Linked DNA regions of Mus musculus: regions 2 and 3 are each linked to region 1. Evidence: chromatin contacts called from public HiChIP or PLAC-seq data. All regions are on one chromosome and are shown on one strand. The core of a region is the stretch at or near the end of the contact, and the rest is flanking DNA. Distances in the headings are between cores, read along the strand shown.

The links. HiChIP or PLAC-seq counts read pairs in DNA pulled down with a chosen protein or histone mark.
Region 2: a contact with region 1 is called in a FOXA1 HiChIP or PLAC-seq map of pancreatic cancer cells. The contact joins two enhancer-like sites. A contact is called at or near these places in 3 of 39 promoter capture datasets (the C10 cell line and stem cell-derived epiblast-like cells), 2 of 115 datasets of contacts at active chromatin or transcription factors (microglia and pancreatic cancer cells) and 2 of 9 other capture datasets (adipose tissue and liver).
Region 3: a FOXA1 HiChIP or PLAC-seq map of pancreatic cancer cells shows a contact between it and region 1. The contact joins two enhancer-like sites. A contact is called at or near these places in 1 of 15 datasets of contacts at CTCF or cohesin (the NIH/3T3 cell line), 1 of 484 Hi-C or Micro-C datasets (myocytes), 1 of 115 datasets of contacts at active chromatin or transcription factors (pancreatic cancer cells) and 1 of 9 other capture datasets (pancreatic islet).

The regions. Positions count from the first base shown.
Region 1 is chr5:64,110,908-64,114,751 of GRCm38.p6, forward strand. Pgm2 (phosphoglucomutase 2) reads left to right here. Exons shown (of 14, transcript NM_025700.3): 12 at 1,101-1,290. Among named protein-coding and RNA genes, the nearest start is that of Pgm2, 20 kb to the left of the region's middle. Within about 2 kb of position 1,689, at least 75 of the 459 cell types and tissues checked have an H3K27ac peak or open chromatin away from gene starts, as enhancers often do. A contact at or near this core is called in adipose tissue, myocytes and pancreatic cancer cells, where this site is marked.
Region 2 is chr5:63,825,183-63,829,026 of GRCm38.p6, forward strand. All of the region lies in intron 1 of 0610040J01Rik (RIKEN cDNA 0610040J01 gene), which reads left to right. Among named protein-coding and RNA genes, the nearest start is that of 0610040J01Rik, 15 kb to the left of the region's middle. Within about 2 kb of position 2,014, at least 99 of the 459 cell types and tissues checked have an H3K27ac peak or open chromatin away from gene starts, as enhancers often do. A contact at or near this core is called in adipose tissue and pancreatic cancer cells, where this site is marked.
Region 3 is chr5:64,388,148-64,391,991 of GRCm38.p6, forward strand. Gm43837 (a long non-coding RNA gene) reads left to right here. Exons shown (of 3, transcript XR_003955925.1): 3 at 1,582-1,728. Among named protein-coding and RNA genes, the nearest start is that of Gm43837, 12 kb to the left of the region's middle. Within about 2 kb of position 1,819, at least 114 of the 459 cell types and tissues checked have an H3K27ac peak or open chromatin away from gene starts, as enhancers often do. A contact at or near this core is called in myocytes and pancreatic cancer cells, where this site is marked.

The sequences.
Region 1 (3,844 bases), core at 439-2,938:
GAACCGCACTCTGCTGGTGTGATGCGGAAGCTGTGCAGATGACGTGGACAGTAACCACACAGCGTGGCTGTGCTCTGGAAAGCCATAACTTAACCTGTGCAGGCTGATGGAGAGGACACTACTGATTCAGATTCTCACCATGTGTGCGTGTTGTTCAGCTTGTGGACCTTACATGCTGTCCATCTTAGTGACATTGCTTTGTCCTCAGCCTGACAAGTAGGCATGGCTGGCTGGCATCTGCCTGTCTCATTCTCTATAGGCAGACACCTCCATACCCATTTCTTTGTATCTGGTTTCTTGGGATTTCTTGGGTTCTCATGCCTGTAAGGCAAGCACTTCACCGGCTGAGCTATCTCTTCTGCCCTGGACCTCTTTTTTGTCTTCTTTTAAAATGTATTCACCTTTATTTTATGTGTATGGGTGTTTCGACTGCATGTCTCCATGCACCGTGTGTATGCCTGGTGCCTGCAAAGGCCAGAAGAGGTCATCGGGTCTCCTGAAATTGCTATGATGTGTGTGAAGCTGCAGATGTTTGTGAACCACAATGAGGGAGCTGAGACTCAAACCTGGGTCCTCTGGAAAAGTAGCTCATGCTATTAATCACTGAGCCATCTCTTCAACCCCTTTACTTGTTTTTAACATTTATTTATTGTTTGTGTGTGTGTATGTGGTATGTGCATATGTGTGTGTGTGTATATCTATATCTCTCTACCTATCTCTCTCTCTCTCTCTCTCTCTCTCTATATATATATATATATATATATGTATATATATATATATATATTGTGTATATATGAGTGGGTACACACGTGCCACCAAACACATGGAAGTCAGAGGACAACTGAGGAATTGTTTCTCTCCTTTTATTATGTGTGTTCCAGGGATCCACTAAGGTTGCTATGCTTGGCAGCAATCACCCTTACCCACTGAAGCATCATGCCAGCCCCAGCTTCTTCTTTAATGTTAACTCATCTTTTTGAAGTTGGTTAGAGTTCCCTGTTTCACTCACTTTAGAGTGAGCTAGTTGGCACACATCTTGCCATACATTCTGCAGAATTTTTGTGGCTCATTTTGCTTACATTCATGGTTTCTTTTTATAGGTACGGCTATCATATTACCACAGCTTCATATTTTATCTGCCATGATCAGGGCACAATTCAAAACTTATTTGGAAACCTGAGAAACTATGACGGGAAGAATAATTATCCCAAAATGTGTGGCAAGTTTGAAATCTCTGCTATCAGGGACCTTACAACTGGCTATGATGATAGCCAGCCTGACAAGAAAGCTGTAAGTCACATTTACTTCTGTCAACTAATCTATTCTGTGTTCACCATTGCCTACCATTTGAATAGATTCCTTTATTTCCATGGTTGATTGAAAATTCAGGCTGGATGTGTATAGCTTGGGGGTAGGCTGCTTGCCTGGCACATGACAAGGCCTTGGGTTAGGCCCCTAGCATCAGATAAAGAATAAACAAATAAAATAGGATATGTGGGAAAAACTAGAAGCCATGAGTTAGAAATGCAAGTGATCTCACTAGTCATTTGATGACTAATGACATTCCAAGCCATCCTCCCACAGGCAAAGAAATGGTGACTCAGAAGGGCAGTGACTGGTCAGGGTCCAGGTGGAGGAGAAGCCTTTTGACTCTGGACCCAGCTTTTTCTCTTCACCAGAACACGTCACTCCAGAGAGTATCTGAGTCACCCACACCAAGAGGACGGGTGACTAACCAGAATTAGCCGGATATGATGACACATACCTATAAATCTTTAAATCCCTACACTTGGAGAACAAGACAGGAGCATCATAAGTCTGAGTTTGAGACCAGCTTGGGTTATTATGACATCCTGTCACAAGCAAACAGTGCTGAAAGCCACCCTGGAGTCTCTCATTGCGTAGCTCGGGGCTAAGAATGAAGAATTCGCATGTCTAATTAGATTCCAGATGACTCGAGACTGGTCCACTCTGGGGGAACCACTGATAAGTGGCTTTCTGATGTGTTTGGCCTTGTTCTCTGGTTGCATGTGGCCTAGCTGCAAATGTTTGCATCAGGATCTCCCTTAGAGCCAGAGGTAGCAGAAGTGTAGAGCCGGCCATGCCCAGGTTAGGAGGACAGCAGGAATATCCTGACGGAATTTTAGATGTCTTCCTTGATATTTACCTTTTTGTATTTTGTTTCAAATTTTTCATATGAACAGAATATATTTATAAGAGGTAAATGCTATTAGAAAGATTATAGTGAAGTGTGACATTTTATTGTCACACTGAGACAACCAACCACCTTTCCTCTCAATCGTTTCTCCTGCTGCTTGCCATGGAACTTTTTCCTGTCTCATGGAGATAAAGAATCCATGCATAGACTTCCTACATACAGAAGCCCTGTGCCTGGCGTCAGGAATCGTCCCTGAGCCTTGATTATGATGGTTAACCATTACCATGATCTGAGTTTCTCAGTAGCTTCTTCAGAGTCCTGCCCTTCTGTACATGAAAAGTTACGTTCCTATAACCAGTTAGGGTTATTTGTTTTGTATATGATTGTATCTTGGTTGTCTGGATTTTTATGCCAAATGTCACTAGTCCTCCCTAATAGTTCTCGGTGACATTTTTTTTACTGCTCCCAGGTCCCAGCTGTTATGTGGCCCCTGTCTGTGTCCATTGGTCTTCCTCCACCCCTCCATGCAGCTGGATCATCCTCTGGATTGAGCGCACAGCTGTCCTCCTCAGAATGCCGTTTGCCAAGGCTGAGACCCTCACTCCTGAACTCATGGCTTCTTCCTGTCTTCATTTTCCTACATCACATCTTCTAAGTGTTTTCTGGGACGGTGAAAGTAAAGCTGGGGAGGCCTCAGGGCTGAACATGTCTTGCCTTTCTCACATTCCCCAGCCTCAGAGTTTGAAAGCACTGTTCCATTACTGTCCGGTAACCAGACTCTATCTTCAGGATCTACTCATCTTTGTAGTGATGGATGTGTGATGCGTACAAAGACGTTAACACCGTTCTCGCCATTCTGTACAATTGACTTTGTCCCCTCGATGAAAAAATCTCTCTCTAAACGCAGTGTTCTAAATTGTCACAGTATGTTGGTTAGCATTTCTCTTTGTTCAGTGTTGTGGTTACTTTTTAAGTGTGACAGACTTTTTGGCACTGCAACAAAATACCAAAGAGAAGCAGTTTAAAAGAGAAAAGGTTTATTGCTTCATTGGTTCAGTTGGTGGTCATGTGACTCTGTTGCTCTTAGGCCCGTGGCACTGTAGAAGTCTGACAAAGATGGGCATGGTAGAAAGAAGCCATTCACTCTGCTCACTTTACAGACAAGAAGCAGAAAGAATACAGCGAGGCCAAGTTCTATATATATACCTCAAAGACAGGTTCCCAGAGACCCACTTCCTCCAATAGCCCACACCTTCCACAGTTCTACACCTCAGGACTCTACTAAGTAAAGAATGCATTATCAATGCATTAAGCCATTGATTAGGTCAGAGTCCACATGGCCTGGGTTTATCAGGAAATGCCCTTGGAGACAAGCCCGGAGTGTGCTGTGTCGCTCTTCCAGTAGGCACGTGTTAGCCTAATCCACTCATCATGCTGGGCCTCTGCTCTGGGTTTCCTTTAGGTCTCAGTTTTCTTGGTGAGATGTCAAGAAAGGGAGATTGTTGACTGTTTTCTCGAAGAGTCCTTAGGTAGACGCTTGCTCTCCGGGGCTGGTGGCCTTTCTTCTTAATTTCTATCTTCTTTTCCTATTCTTCCTCTTTTGAGGAGTTTTTCTAATTTTAACTTTTGGTGTTCCTGTTGACTGTTAATTTCAATTCTTATTCCCAATTTTTCTTTTCAGAATGG
Region 2 (3,844 bases), core at 764-3,263, 290 kb before region 1:
CGTGTCAGATGGGCAACAGAATACAGTTTTGGAACAGACTGCCCTAAGACTTCAAGACAGCAGCTGTCAGTAACTTGCCATTGCGTGTCAGCAGAAGCCCGTGACCTTGACTTATCCCAAGAGTAGTGATAATAGTCCCTCTCGAAGGTATAAAACCATCCGCACATTTCTAAGATCTTGCTGTGCTGTGCCTCTTTAGGAGATAAATTGCCCATGGCTAAGCATCCTTGGAAGGTTCTAATTATTGCCAAGGCTACCCCACTAGAGATTGCAGTTTCCAGAGCTGAAGGCATGAGCCAAGTGCTTGCTTCATGAAAATGGACATCTGAGATTTGACCTCCGGAACTCATGTGAAAGGTGGCACAGCAATACATGACCATAGCCCAGGACCCCATAGGCTCAAGGCCAGCCTAACACCAAGCTCCAGGGTCCATGAGAGCGTCTCCCTCACATGACAAGGTAGAAAGGGATAGAGAAGAACTCCCAACATTGACCTCTGCTTTCTGCATGTGCACACACACACACACATACACACACACAAGATATAAACAAGAAATTGAAATTTCCATGAAAGAGAATATGTCTGTGCCTTGATCCTGTGGACTTCCTTGTGTTTCTTAATATTCGAGATCAACAAACACCCAAGTGCCTTCTGTCCAATGTGTTGCTGTTGTTGTTCTTTTATAATGGTTTGAGAGTTAAGGTGGGGGGTGGTGGGGGGCAGAGGAGCCAATCACCTCGGAATGTAAAAGAAAGCAATATACTCTTGCTAGTCTCAGCTGGGACAGATCAAGAAACAGATCTTTGCCATGAAAGCACAGAGGGAGGGAAAGAGGGCACTGTACCTTTAAAATCTGGCTTCTGTTTTCATTTGTTTGCTTTGGGTGGCACATGGAAAAAAAATATTTGCCTACTGGACGATTACTAATCTTCATGTGCTTGCAAATTACTCTCTCCCCTAAAAAGGCGCAGTTAGTTCAGTGGTGCTTCGTGTTGGCTTTAAATGCTTGCAAGTAGAGAAGAGTTTGCTCCAAAATTGGCAGCATATTTTATACCTGAGAGTCGGGTCCTAGAGAAGATGCACTAGGGGCCCTTTAATAGCATGACTCTGTCAGAGCCCGTGCTGGACCTGTAGCTATAAATCGTGCTGGAGCCACCTTCGTCAAGGGCTCTCTTTATAAAGCACTTAGCAAAGTTTGAATGAACCCTAAAGAAATAAGACTTCCAACTTGCAAGGAGTTCTGGTTCACTCAACAAATATGCATTACACATTTCTTATATGTTGCATACATTAGAAGGTAGGTCAACCCTCCAGAGGACTTCCAATGCAGAATTTCGGTTTGCAAATAAAGTTTTTGAATACTAGCTCTTTACACATGTACGTGACCATTGGAGAACCAAAACTTTAGAAGATATCATTGCAATAGAGTCTACTGGGAGCCAAGAGCCACAATGTAGCCAGTTACCAGCAAGCCCTCTACCAACTGAGCTACACACCAGCCCCCAGTCCCCCAGTTCTGCAAGGGGTTTTACTGGCTGAAGTCAAAACAGAGATACAGAAATAAGGTGATTGGTGACAGCCAGGTATTACTGGGGTATGGCTTGATTAGTTGGCTTTCTCTGGTTGGATAAAACTCAAGGATGTATTACTTGCATATACTCCTAAAACTCCTTTGTCTTCTTACTGTAGGTTGTTCTGTGGGAACTGAAAGTGTAAACAAGCCCCGGGCTGTTAGCCTCCTGGTTATTTTGAGTTAACAGTACCCAACTGCAGACTTCCCATTTCCGGAGCACTAGCTACCTAGGACTTGTGCTCTGCTGACCCGGACACAGAAGTAAATGGTCTTTGTATTCCTCACTGGGCTATTCCTCATAGTCTCCCGAGACAGAGAACTTTGAGTCACCCTCAAAATGGAATGCAAATTGTGCTTCAAGGAGTGAGAGATGGAAGAGGTTATTAGAGCCCTAGGGGTCACTGTATGCCAGGAAGGAAGGGGGTGGGACTTCTCAGAGAAGCATGTTCTCAAAGCGGAGGAATGAGGAAGCTTTGAGTGGGGAAAGAGGTGGAGAGAACTGACTATAAATATTTAAATTCTGAAAAGCAGAAGAGACCGGGAACCCAGTTTCTAATAAGAGATGCCGGTGACTATCCCGGTAGCAGGCCTTCAGCCTAGTTTCTTTCACTGAAAATCAGGGTTTCTTCTCTGGTCAGTGATTGCTATGAACTGTCCTCTTGCTGGGGGCTGGGGGGGAGTGGGGAGGATTAGCATTCTCTCCTATGTCTGTCCTCTTGAGTGCTGACCTCTAGGCTTGGCGGCCACTGTTGTGTTTTATTTAAAAAAAAAAAAATGAAGAGGAAGGGGTCTGTTTGGTGGAGGCATGGTATGGTGTGGGGGAAGGGGGAGTCTCTATGGGCCTATGCTGGGGCATCCCTTCCCCATGAGGTACCAGTCACATGATGGTATAGTGCGGTATAGAGTTTATTTAGGACATGCAGGGAGGAGTTGAGGGAGGAGAGAGAGAGAAAGAGAGAGAGAGGGAGAGGGAGAGGGAGAAAGAGATCAGCTGTGAGCACGTGGAGGGGGAGGGGAATGGTGAGAGACGGGGTAACAAGCAGGAGCAAGAGCAGGAGAGCAAGAGAGCAAGGAGGGGGCAAGTAGCTCCTTTTATAGTAAATGAGGCATACCTGGTTGTTTCCAGGTAACTGTGGGGCAGAGCCTAGAGGAAATGCCAACAGCCACAACCTTCTACCCTACCCAGGTCCACAGTGTAGCCACTCCTGAGTCAGCCCTACTGCCTTCCCTCCACTCTGCCCCGTGAGGCTGACCTTGAATAAGGTTAAAAACAAAAAAGCTAAACCTCCTCTGTGTATGTTCTTACTGCATCCCCCATTCTCTGGAATAAAGCACACCAACTCTAACTCTCTCTCTCTCTCTCTCTCTCTCTCTCTCTCTCTCTCTCTCCTGAGTTTCTAAACTCTAGCAAATAATAACAAAACACAACATAGGAGTCAACTCTCAATAAACACAAGTACATCTTTTTTAAAAGGAAAATAAAATCTAGAATGACCGTAGGCTCTAACTTTGGATGCTCTGGCTGCCTCTTTACTTGTTTCTCTTTGTATAGATTTGTTTTATTCTTTGGGAACTTCCTAGTGGTTTAATCACATCCATGTCCCTCTCCCAACTCCTCCCCAGTTCCTACACTCAAGTTCGTGGTTTGTTTGTTTGTTTTAATCTTCCAAGAGAAGTTTGTATCACCCCACTCTTCTTGACTGTGTGTGTAGTAGACTTGCCTGCACCTCCACTCTTAGAGAAAACTGCCTCTTCCAGCAGCTGTTACCAGTAGCTCCACAGCCAGGCGTAATATTATATGCATAGCTTCCTTCTCCATGGTGGGATCTGAGCTCAAACAGACTCTGTGTTGTTCTTAAAAATCCAAGTTAGGAACTGAAGCTGTGACTCAGCTGTAAAGAGCATTTGCCTGTGTGAGCCCCTGGTTTGGCACTGCTGAGAAATTGTTCTTCCTAGCTCCAAACTTCTCATTCACTTTTAATACCTGGATGCCCGTTCACTCAGTTTTCCACACTGTGCACAAGAATTTTCCCTGATCATAGGTCATGGTCATACTTCAGCCAAGACTATATAAAGTTCCGTGGTACATCTCCATCACAAGTCCTAATGATGTCTCTGTGGAGTCCTTTTTTTTTTTTTGCTTCTGTCACGTGGTCTGTTTTCCTCACAGCCTCGGCCCTTCTATGAGCAGTCTCTATTTCCCAACCACCCATCATCAAATGACCCTGAGGCTTTCGTCATAGAGGCAATACATGTGTTCTGGGCACAAC
Region 3 (3,844 bases), core at 569-3,068, 280 kb after region 1:
GCTCATGGCTGTCAGAGGAAGTTCTCAAGAGGCTCCATCTGCAGGAAGCAGAGAGCAGTCTCTGGAGGCCCTTTATTGAGTGATCACTACAGTCTATCGAAAGCTTTGCATTCTCTGCCCTTCCCTTCTCAATACCACATCTGACATAGGCAGATCCCAGCCAAGAGTGTGTTGATTAAAGTTTGTGTTTGGGGACTGAACACATGACTCCATAAGCAAGAGCGTTAAAAGACCAGAATTGGATCCCATGATGCACATAAAAAGCCAGGCATGGCTCTATGTGCACCTCTAACCCCAATGCTGAGAAGGGGGCTGGTGGAGAAGCAGAGACATACCATTCCACTTTGTGCTCCCGGCCGGTCACACACTTCCAGTCACCCACCAAGGGACTCTTTCATTGGCGAATGAAAGATACACACACACTAGCTTGTTTTTGAAATGCTGTGATTAGCTCAAAGGTTAGGCAGTGCTAAGCCTTTGCCTGCTACCCCAGGCCCAATAGGGAAGTGGGCAGTGGCCACTTACCAGAATTCTTACACTGCTCAGAGGCTCTCTCTGCCACAGCTCTAAATCTGAGCCATCTCTCAACTCATCTCAAGCCATCTCAGGCAATCCTCTGTCTCCACTTCTCTATCCCAAGCCCTCGCAAATCTAAGTGTCCCGGTCCATCTCCTTTTGCCCAACCATTGACTGCTAGCATCTTTATTGATCAATCAAAAACCAATTGGGGACAAGGTCCTTCAGCATTTGGACACACAGATTCCTGATTAAATCAAAGCATTAGAACCAATCCTCAATACATCAGTCCAGACACAGGTTCAGAGACCCTGTCTAGGAGGAATAAAAAGGAGAGTAATGGGACAAGATCCCAGGTGTCCTTATCTGACTTCTGCCTACATGCATAGATAGACATGTACACATGAACATACATGTGCACATACACGACACACAGATACAAAAGCCATGTTTTTCTTTAGTCTCAAAAAACCCTGAAAAATCCCAGAGGCTGCAAGTTGCTCCTGCTTGAAATCCATGGAGATCACTAAGGCTTCTCTGAGTCAGCTAGGAGTCTGAATGAGCTCAGAAAACCAGGAGCTAACTGTGAGGAGGTGGTAGGGAGGGGGTGTCAGGGTGGGAGGGTTGCCACTAGCTTCTGCAGGGGATGGGGAAGAGGAGAGAGTGGGGAGAATGGAAGGAGGGGACCATCCAGCAGCTGGCCCAGCTGTGTGGCCTGTGCTGTCCTCCCTTTCTGGCCCTCAATTGCTCTTTGAACAGCTCTGCATTTATGGCCACTTGGACAAGCCCCGGCATTGTTTGCCTCTAGTATCTAAGGTCAGAGGCCTTAGAGGAATGGCATGGTTCTATTTCCTTAAATAGTGACTTGGGAATGAAATGAGTAAGCGTGTCTTTAATTAGCCATACCCCAGAGGCCTGCGGGGGTGGGGGGGTCTGGTAGATGGTGGGCCCCCTGCCAAGATCAGCATTGTGAGGCTGGTATTTGGTCCAGGGTGTGGGGGGGGGGGGAGGGTTCAGTGCTATGCATTATTTACCCTCCCTCCTCATCTCCTATTGTCCTATCAGCCTCAACTCCAATTCTGTCCCCATGTCAACATGAAGGATGCCCCGGAGCTGGAGAGAGGAAAGAAGGGAGCCCTTTCTGAGCAACTACCACAGCCTAGGCACTGTGCCAGACACTGGAAAGGGCAAGGTCAAAGATGGAAGGATCGTGCGGAGGTGAGCCAATGAAGGCTGAGCCCAGGCCACCTAGTCCCACAGTGGTGATGCAGTTAAAGCATAAGGGTCCCTGGCACCAGGGGAGGTTTCAGAATTGCTGTATCCCCTTTACTGCATTTTTCACACTCTGTAACCACACCACAGAGCCACCCCTGCTACAATCTCCACCCTGTTTCTTTCTGTTGCTTCCAGAACCTGCCTGGGTTCTCTTTCCTCAAAACCTCCAGGGGGCTGCTAGGCATCTCTACACTCTTTCTTTCTTCTCTCTCTGAGAGAAAATCCCTTTCCAGCCTCCCTCTGCTTACAGCTACCTTTCCTTCTGTTTCTTCAGTTCTTGTTGTCGATGTCACAGAAAAGAAAATGATCATTCAGAAAGAACAAAGGGAGGAGGCAAAGGAGCCTGCAAAGGAGATGCTGATTGGCTGAAGGTTTAAGGATGCTGCAAGTGTGGAAGCCAAAGAGGGAGAAGTGCCTGAGACCACCGCCCAGACAGGAGCCATAGCTGACTGTGGAAGGGAGACTAGGAATAGCCACAAGAAAGAAATTTCCATTCAGAAGGAATGGAACGGGCAAAAGAATTTGGGAAGAAGTTGAGTGGTTAATCTACTCAGGTTTTACCTTCTGATGTTGATGTTTCTAAGAAATTGTGATTGCAGAAAGGGTCAGAACATTTTCTGTCTTCTCAGCTACTCAGATTGGAATTTCAGAGTCCACTTGGGCTGGCAGGCTGAGACAGACAGTATCCCCAGACCATGTCCCCCATACCCCTTCCCACAACTCCCCCCCGCCCCCCCGCCCGTACCATCTTCACCTCCAAGGAATGAGGGAACACCTTGGGCAGGTCTGGGCAGGGCAGGCCTGTTTTGCCCAGGTCAGCTGTGGTCGCCTCAGGAATGAGAAAGAAAGCCTGACTATAAACAAGACTTTTTCCACGATCCCTTGATGTGCGCTCCTTATGGGAGGCACAGGACGTCCAGAGCTCTCTTCTCAGTGTTTGGCTAGGGCTTACCTGGCTTCACGCTCTTCACTCTCCTCTACCTCTTGACCTCACATGCTGATTTGTGCTTCTGGGGTCTTACATAATATGTTATCCTGGAATCATGTTTTAAATGGTGCTTTGTGAAAATGGCATTGCTGGGGCTAATGCTGCACCACAAAGTAATCCCTGGAGATGCGGAGTGTGGTCCAGGGCCAGCAGCATCAACATCTCTTGGGAACTTGTTAGAGATACAGGCCCCAGGGTCCTACCTGTGGGTGGAGTACTGCCATCAGAATTTTAACAAGCCCTATGGTGGGTCTGACTTTTGAGCATGCTCCAATTAGGAAGGAAGCTATTTAATGCCAGGAGATGGAACCCTGGGTTTGTAGACTTACCAAGGAACCAAAAATACCATTTGTCTGCTGCAAGACCCTAGGCTTGTTGCACCAGAGGCAGAGATGTGATTTCTTAGCAAGCTAATGAACCTTTGCTCTCCAAGATGGAGGGGGTGTGGGGGGGGGAGGAGCTTTTGACAAGGATGCAGGGGGTGGGGGACTTCCTGATGGGGGCAGGTGACCTTCACAGGAAGGGTTTTGGTTCCAGCACAACTACTGTGAAGGAATGCTCCCATTCAGAGCTGTAGGATGTCCTGAGGGGGGTGGGGGTGGGGGTGGGTACCTCCCTCCCTTCTTGGAAGTTGCCACACCTAATTCTCTAGCATGCCGGCCGGCTGGGAAGAGGAAATGGACTGTGACTGAAGTGAGAGAAGCTCAAATGCTCGGTGAGGGACTTTTCTGAGGGCAGTGCCTGGAACCAACTTTCAGTGTGGGTTGTGCAATCTCCTTTGGACATCTCTTCTTGGGGCAGGAGAATGGAACCGCTAAGTGTCCTGAAGGGACTTTGGTCCTGGCTTTTCATGATGTAGCTCTGTACTCCTGGGGAGATCCCTCAATCTTTCAGGGCCACTAAAGCCTTGCTCATACACCGGAAATGATGATAGCAAGACGGACAGAAGTTTGGCAGGTTTTGGGTACCATCCCAGGTAAGCACCAGTCAGTGCTGGGTCTAGAACAGTGCACTAAGCTTGAGTGGTGCAGACACTGTATCCCCCACACGCTCACTGAAAGGACA